Linked DNA regions of Mus musculus: region 1 is linked to region 2. A link is a contact called in public HiChIP or PLAC-seq data. All regions are on one chromosome and are shown on one strand. The core of a region is the stretch at or near the end of the contact, and the rest is flanking DNA. Distances in the headings are between cores, read along the strand shown.

Region 1 (3,417 bases), core at 98-2,597, 980 kb before region 2:
CTCCTCCCATCTTCAGGTTTATAGGCTGCACAGACAGGAAGCAGAAAGAAAGAAAGAAAAAAAAAAAACCAAACCAGTCAGCTAACAAGCCATCGATCACTATCCAGGATAATGGATGCTCGCTCTCTACAGTACATTTGCTTTTCGGCTGTTTATCTCCCAGCACTGCTGATCCATGCCTCTCTCTCACCTTGTGAAAATAGATACAGAGATAAACTGTTGCTTCTGGACTGAGCAAAATTAATTTGCCTACAGGGAAAATGGACCTAACACCAGGACTTCAAAGAACAAGTTAAGGTAGGCCACTAACTCACAAAGCTCAGACAAAGTCCAAATCCTCTGTTGCTAGTGCAGAAACCAGAGGCAGGTCTACAGAAAAACAAAAGAATTTCATTATAAAGTGGCAAACAGGATGCGTCTGGAAACAAGGGCCGGAGGCAGGAGAGTAGAAGCAGAAGGAGAGAGTCTGCTTCTGACTCATCTCTGTGTCTATCTTTGTAACTCGCCTCTTTTCTATCTGAAGACCTGATCTGTAACTGGCTCACAAATTCACACGTTAGTGGTCCAGCCGTCAGGCTCTGTTCCCTGAGAAGGGACTCTGATCCCATCTTGCTCTTCGGCAGTAGGTATAGGAGGGTGAAGGGAGGCCAGTAGTGGGTGGCCATGCAGAGATATGGCTGTAAGTGGTAGTGTAAGGGAAAGTGGGCCAGCCAAACAAACAGCGCCAAGTATGTGGTTCATTCAACTATGGTTCTAGAATGGTACTTTCACAAGCTGCTTGAATGAACCACATGGATGTGACAGGGGTGCCAAGAGAGGAGTGGAAAGATACCACAAAGTGACTCATTCCATGTTCTCGTTCGGTGAGATGACAAAGTCCCAGAGCTAAGAGACCTGTTTACTTAGAATCACCCTCCTGGCTGCTCAGGCCCTTGGGATAAGTTCTTTATTTGGGCAAACCTCTCAGTCTTTTAAGCAGTTAGGCTCCTGCTAACACCAAGAGCTACCATATTGGTAAGTTTTCTTGTTGCTGCAACAAAGTTACCGAAAAAGCAAGGTGAAGGGTTTCTTCTGAATAACAGTTTCAGGCAGGTCTATCACGCTGTCTATCATGCTGGAGGAACCTGGTGGTCATGGTGACCAGATTGTAGATCCAGTGTGGAAGCAGAGACAGGTGAACGCTGATGAGCAGCTAGCTAGCTCCCCACTTCTATAGGACTCCAGGAAATGGAACTGCCTGCATCTACGGGGAAACTTGCTACCTCAACCTAATCTATTACAATCCCCCCCTCCCCCGACACACCTAGAAGTGTGTTTCCATGGTGATTCTAGATCTAGTTAAGTCAACAAAACCTCTCAGCCTCAGTGCTCACTGAAAATGTGTCAAGAAGAGCCCCTAACTGGGCCCTATGACTGGAGCTGAAGGTGGGTTAGAGACAGGAAATGGTTCTTCTGACTCAAAAGATGATTGCTTCCAGGGGTAGATTAATTTCCAAATGCTTCCTAACTATGTCTTTCTAGAAACTACAGTACCTAGTATAAGCATTCAATTTATTATATAAAATGATCTGCATTCAGATCCTGGCCTCATACTAACGAGAGGTTGTTTACCTTTCTAACCCATAGCTTTCTTATCTGTGATGGGCTCTAATGCTCACCTCCCCACAGAACTGCTATGTAGTATGCTATGATTCGCATGTGCAATGTCTTCCCCAGGCCCACTTCTCTAAGCAGCAGAACTATTGTGGAAGACTGTGGAACCTTAGAGGGTGGAGCCAAACTTCAGGAAGTGAGTCACTTGGAGTGGGCCTTTGAAGGTTAGGCCTGGCTTGTTCTACCATGAGTTCTGCCTTCTAATCCTCCCGGATGTGGAGAGCCCCACCACATGCTCCCACCGACACAGACTGAGCGTTTCTTCCTTGGCTTCCCCACTGTGGGGCGCTAAAACTCTCAGGAATCCTGAGCTCAAGCAAACCTTGCCTTCCTTGGGCAGTTTCTGTCCAGTATCACAGTCACAGCAGTGCAACAGTCACTGACATGGAGAAAATGAGACCTCAGCACAGTGTCTGGCTCCACACTCACCGGTAGCTGCCTAATGGCTTCCCTGAAGCCCAGTCATTCATTTCTTCTCTGACTCTACTTTCTGAGGTAGAGAGGGTACCCCAGAACACAAATCCCCAAAGCTGACGCACAGTCGTGTTTAGAAGAAGATACCCCTCACATCAACACTAGGTTTAAGAAGAACATTTGCTTCTAAGGTTGGCTCCCTGTAACTGGAGCCACCATGAAGTCCTATCATCATGTACCACCTGTGACAATGACCTCTACAGACAAGCTATGGAGACATATATATACATATGCACATATATGCACATAAACATATACACACACATACACATACAGTTACATATAAACATATAGCCACATATACATGTATATACACATATACACATAAACATATATACACATACACACATACATATGCATATACAGTTACATATCCAAATATAGCCATATATACATATAGATGCACATGCACATATACACACCTATACAGACACATATATACACATAAACATACACACATATGTATATACATACACACATAAACACACATGCATATACACACATATACACATATATACATACATACACACATATACACATAAACATATACATACATATATACATACATATACATATTGCATAAGGCTAGGGAAGACATTTAGGAGGCTCTTGAAGGAAAATATAGGAAAGCAAAATATTATTAGCATTCTAGTAAATCAATCACAGATGGTCTTCAAAATTAATACAAAAGCAGACTGCTCATTTTCAGTGAGTGCCCACCTTTTTAAAAATAACCTGAAAGTGTCCCGAGACCACCATCCACAAGAGTGAGCAGATACCCACCAGTTCAGCTGAAATTGTAAAAGAGAAAAAGAAAGAACAGAAACGGGTCTTTATTCTTTCCCTTGTGCTTGACAACAGAGTTGATGAAATCGCAGATGATGATCTCCTGGGATGTGGACTGTGGGTCCTTCTCCATCCCTGGAAATGCAGCTGGTCCGTGTGGCTGTTCTGTACTCAGAGGAAAGCTGTGTACTCAGATCCAGGGTGCCACTGTCACCCGAAGACCCCTGAGCCACCTTCCCAATCCTGCCTCCTGTAACCAGTGGCTCTTTCCACTAGAATTCTGTTTATGGTATAATTAATGAAAGCTAATGGCCCTTGCAGATACTTTGCCAGAGAGCCCCAAATTTAAACTCACACTGCTGATTAAGATGGGCTCTTCTCGTCTACTCTTCAGTGCCCAGCTCTGTAAAGCATTTTTAAAGCTTATAGGGCCTCCGAGAGCATCCTCAGTTATTAATCTCAGCATCAGCTCATTCTCTCTCAACCAATACTCCTTTAGAAAGC
Region 2 (3,395 bases), core at 572-3,071:
TTTCTCTCTTTGGAGACAGGGTACAGTCGACAGATGAAAGCGCACAATGGTCAGATACATTTACATTTCCGATAAACAGTTGGCTTGTTAGCATACATGTCTCAATAACCCCATAAGAAATCTAATTTTAGGAGTTCTGGGTTCTTATTTTCTAAATCTGGTACCTCTGGAACAGGAAGAAGATGTATTAATCACCCCAGAGCTGTGTGAACTGCAAGATAGATAGATAGATAGATAGATAGATAGATAGATAGATAGATAGATAGATAGATACATAGATACATAGATACATAGATACATAGATACATAGATACATAGATAGATACATAGATAGATACATAGATAGATACATAGACAGATACATAGATAGATACATAGATAGATACATAGATAGATACATAGATAGATAAATTGTAATCTTCACCCTTTTAAAAAGTTTTAGAAATTTATTTGAGTCCAGTTACAAGCTGCCCTCTGACCCTTACATGCCAGTCATGGCATGGGAGCACTCATCCACACACAATAAATGTATACGCATGCATATGTGCACATGCCTGCGTGTATGTGTGGTTATGGGTATACTGCGTGCATTCTTGCATGCGTGCATGAGTTGTGTGTGTGCACACACATATGTGTGTCTGTGTGTGTCTGTATGCGTGTGTGTGTGTGTGTGTGTGTGTTTGTGTGCGCACGCGTGTGTGTTCATGCACCTCAGCGCTCATGCGGAAGTCAGAGGACAACTTTCAGAAGTCTTCCGTCCCCTTGAGGCAGGGTCTCCAGTGTAATCTTCCTGGGTTGGAGCACCATCTTCGGAGATAAAATGCTACCTAAACTTAAGATCAGTTTATTGCTAGCTAGATTATACACAGCATCACTCCATCACCCAATATTTACCTGGAGACTAACTGGTATCGGGCAATGGGTGATGGGCAGTGGGTGCTGTATTTAGAGCAAAAAGATCCGAGGTTGAATTTCATCATTGACTGTAGCACCTTCGGCAAATTAATTCCTCAGCGTCTCAGATTCTTTGTCTACGGCAATGGGGATAAGACAGTTATTATAAGAGCCAAATTAGCTAATGTGCACAGAAGCACTCTGCTTTTATGAATGGCTATAAACAGATTATGACTTATTAGAGAGCCACTCTGATCTAGGAGTAGCCCGACCGTCAGATCCCAGCACGTGGGGAGAAGAGAAGGGATAGGGTCAACCTGAGGTATGCAGTGAAACCCAGGGGAAGAGATGGGGAGAAAGTGAAGGAGAGAAGAAAAAGAAGAAGAAAAAGGTGCCGCCAAAAGGTACCCTGGCTTCAGCTCGCCTTGAAGTGGGTTATTGTCGAAGCTGCACAGGGAGGAGCTCTTTCTCCAAATTTTCAAGGGCAGAATTCTTAGCCAGTAACCACAAGTAGTTATTTTACCATCCATTCTCTTTATATTTCAAAAGACTCGGGTTCAAATGTCAGTTCCAAGTCTCTGTTTCTTCTCATAACAAATGGACCAAATGATATTCACTCCACAGGAAGGAGGGCTAAGAAAAATAGAGGCTTACTTGGGGTTTTCTGTCTAGGGATGTGTGTTCTCATCTGTGCTCCTCCTGGAGTGTCCCCTGTAAGCCCCGGGGAGTGGATAGGCTTAAGGAATAGGCCTCAGTTTTCCTTGTCTTTCTTTGCTTAGTGGCTCTAAAATCAGAGCCCAGCAGGAGAGTCGTGGGAGAGGCCTTCTAAGATGGGGTCAGAAACGCTCAAAGCAGTATTACTACCGATCTCCCTGCACTCCCAAGACAATAACCTTCTCTAATCACTACCAGATTCCACATTCGCGCCAGAAAGCAGCAGGGAGCAGTTGCCTTGACCCGCCAGGGCCTCCAGCCCCTCCCCGCCAGACGCAGACTAATGCGATACAGACGTCTCCCTCCCAGCACCGCTCTCCCACCCGCAGTCCCTCTCCAGACGGACATCGCTCTTCCGAAGTCATTTTTTGCAGGTCACCAGGCCACTTTTCCACGAAGCCAGGGAGAAGCCTGCACCTCGGGACTTCCTAGCTACCCAGAGGGTATTGTATTCACTCCTGGCGGAAGCCAACTTCAAAAGGGTATCAGGCGGGGCTTCTCACTCATTTCGATGGTACAACAGTGACCTCCAGTGGCAGAGCCGGGAGACAAAAAAAATCTGCAACGTCTCAGAATATTCCTGTCCTCATAGAAGACAGTCTACAATAGGACACGATTTCTCTTGTAAACAGCGTCTAGGACGACGACGACGGTGATGGACTCCATAGTTGCTGAATCCAAGCAATCCTGCAGAGATAGCCAGTGGCAAGTTTCCAACCCACGATCTGAGCTCCATGGCCTATCATTTATTTAGTACAGCTCCCTCAGCTCTTAATCCACTCCAGACCCCGCCCTGGTGCCCAAGTGGCTTGTGTTAATTCCACTGCTAGAAATGACCTCTTCATCTCTCTGCCTGATAAAATCTTCGTGTGATGATGTCAGATGAGAACATGCCACTTGGGGACACTTTCCAGATCATCCCTCCTAACAGAATTGATTTTGTCTTCAAAACCAAATAGTATCAAGGACGTCAATACTGCTGAATGCATTCGGCTTGAGAAGCAACACGGTACAGCACTGTTGTAGGGACTTCCACTGCTGAGAGTTCTAGGTGAAGGATGGAAGGGTGTGGGAGTGTCAGGCACATCTGCAGCACCATGACACATGCCTGAGGAAATGACATAAGAGAGGAAGGGTTTATTTTGGCCCACAGATTTGTATCTTTCTGTCCACTGTCATTGGTATCTGTTGGTTCCAGTCCAGTGTTTGGTGAGGCAGAACATGAGGGCAAAGAGCAAAGTGGCCCTCCTTGGGACAGATAGGAGATGGGAAGGGACTTAATAAAGACAAAATACATCTCCTAATACATCATTAGAGGCTACTTCCTCCAGTGTGGCCTTCCCTCCTATCTCTACCAACTCCCATCATATTATGAGCTTGTGAATGGACTGATCTACAGATTAGTTCCGAGTCCTCAGGAACCAGTCATCTTCCCTTCGCTCGACTGTTGACTGTCGCGTTGAGAATAGAGCCCTTCACATGTGATCCTTGACAAGGGGCACACTTCATATGCAAATTATAATTACTGAGCTCAGAATGCTGCAGACTAGTGGGGTGTGCACAGGAAAAAACAACTGCCATCGAGTGTAGTAAGGAGTTCCATATTTGTCTCAAGTAAGAGTCATCACTCCAGTCAGGGGGAAGAAATGCAATCAGAGACTGTCTAAATAAATGGAAGGGCTTTGCTTGGGTATTTGGGGGCTGAACGGGAGTTAATGAGGCAGGTAGAATGATTTAAGATGGGGGAAGAAAAGAAAAGATGCTCATTTGGATGTGAAATAACTACC

Evidence for each region. HiChIP or PLAC-seq counts read pairs in DNA pulled down with a chosen protein or histone mark.
Region 1: a FOXA1 HiChIP or PLAC-seq map of pancreatic cancer cells shows a contact between it and region 2. The contact joins the promoter of 4930546K05Rik here to the enhancer-like site in region 2. A contact is called at or near these places in 6 of 115 datasets of contacts at active chromatin or transcription factors (craniofacial prominence, embryonic basal ganglia, embryonic limb bud and 3 more) and 1 of 9 other capture datasets (embryonic stem cells).

What each region holds. Positions count from the first base shown.
Region 1 is chr9:42,207,161-42,210,577 of GRCm38.p6, reverse strand. 4930546K05Rik (RIKEN cDNA 4930546K05 gene) reads left to right here and starts at 1,347. Exons shown (of 7, transcript NR_040754.1): 1 at 1,347-1,425.
Region 2 is chr9:41,227,622-41,231,016 of GRCm38.p6, reverse strand. No RefSeq gene overlaps it. Among named protein-coding and RNA genes, the nearest start is that of 1700063D05Rik, 23 kb to the right of the region's middle. RefSeq lists an enhancer at 472-3,115. Within about 2 kb of position 1,821, at least 215 of the 459 cell types and tissues checked have an H3K27ac peak or open chromatin away from gene starts, as enhancers often do. A contact at or near this core is called in craniofacial prominence, embryonic basal ganglia, embryonic limb bud and 1 more, where this site is marked.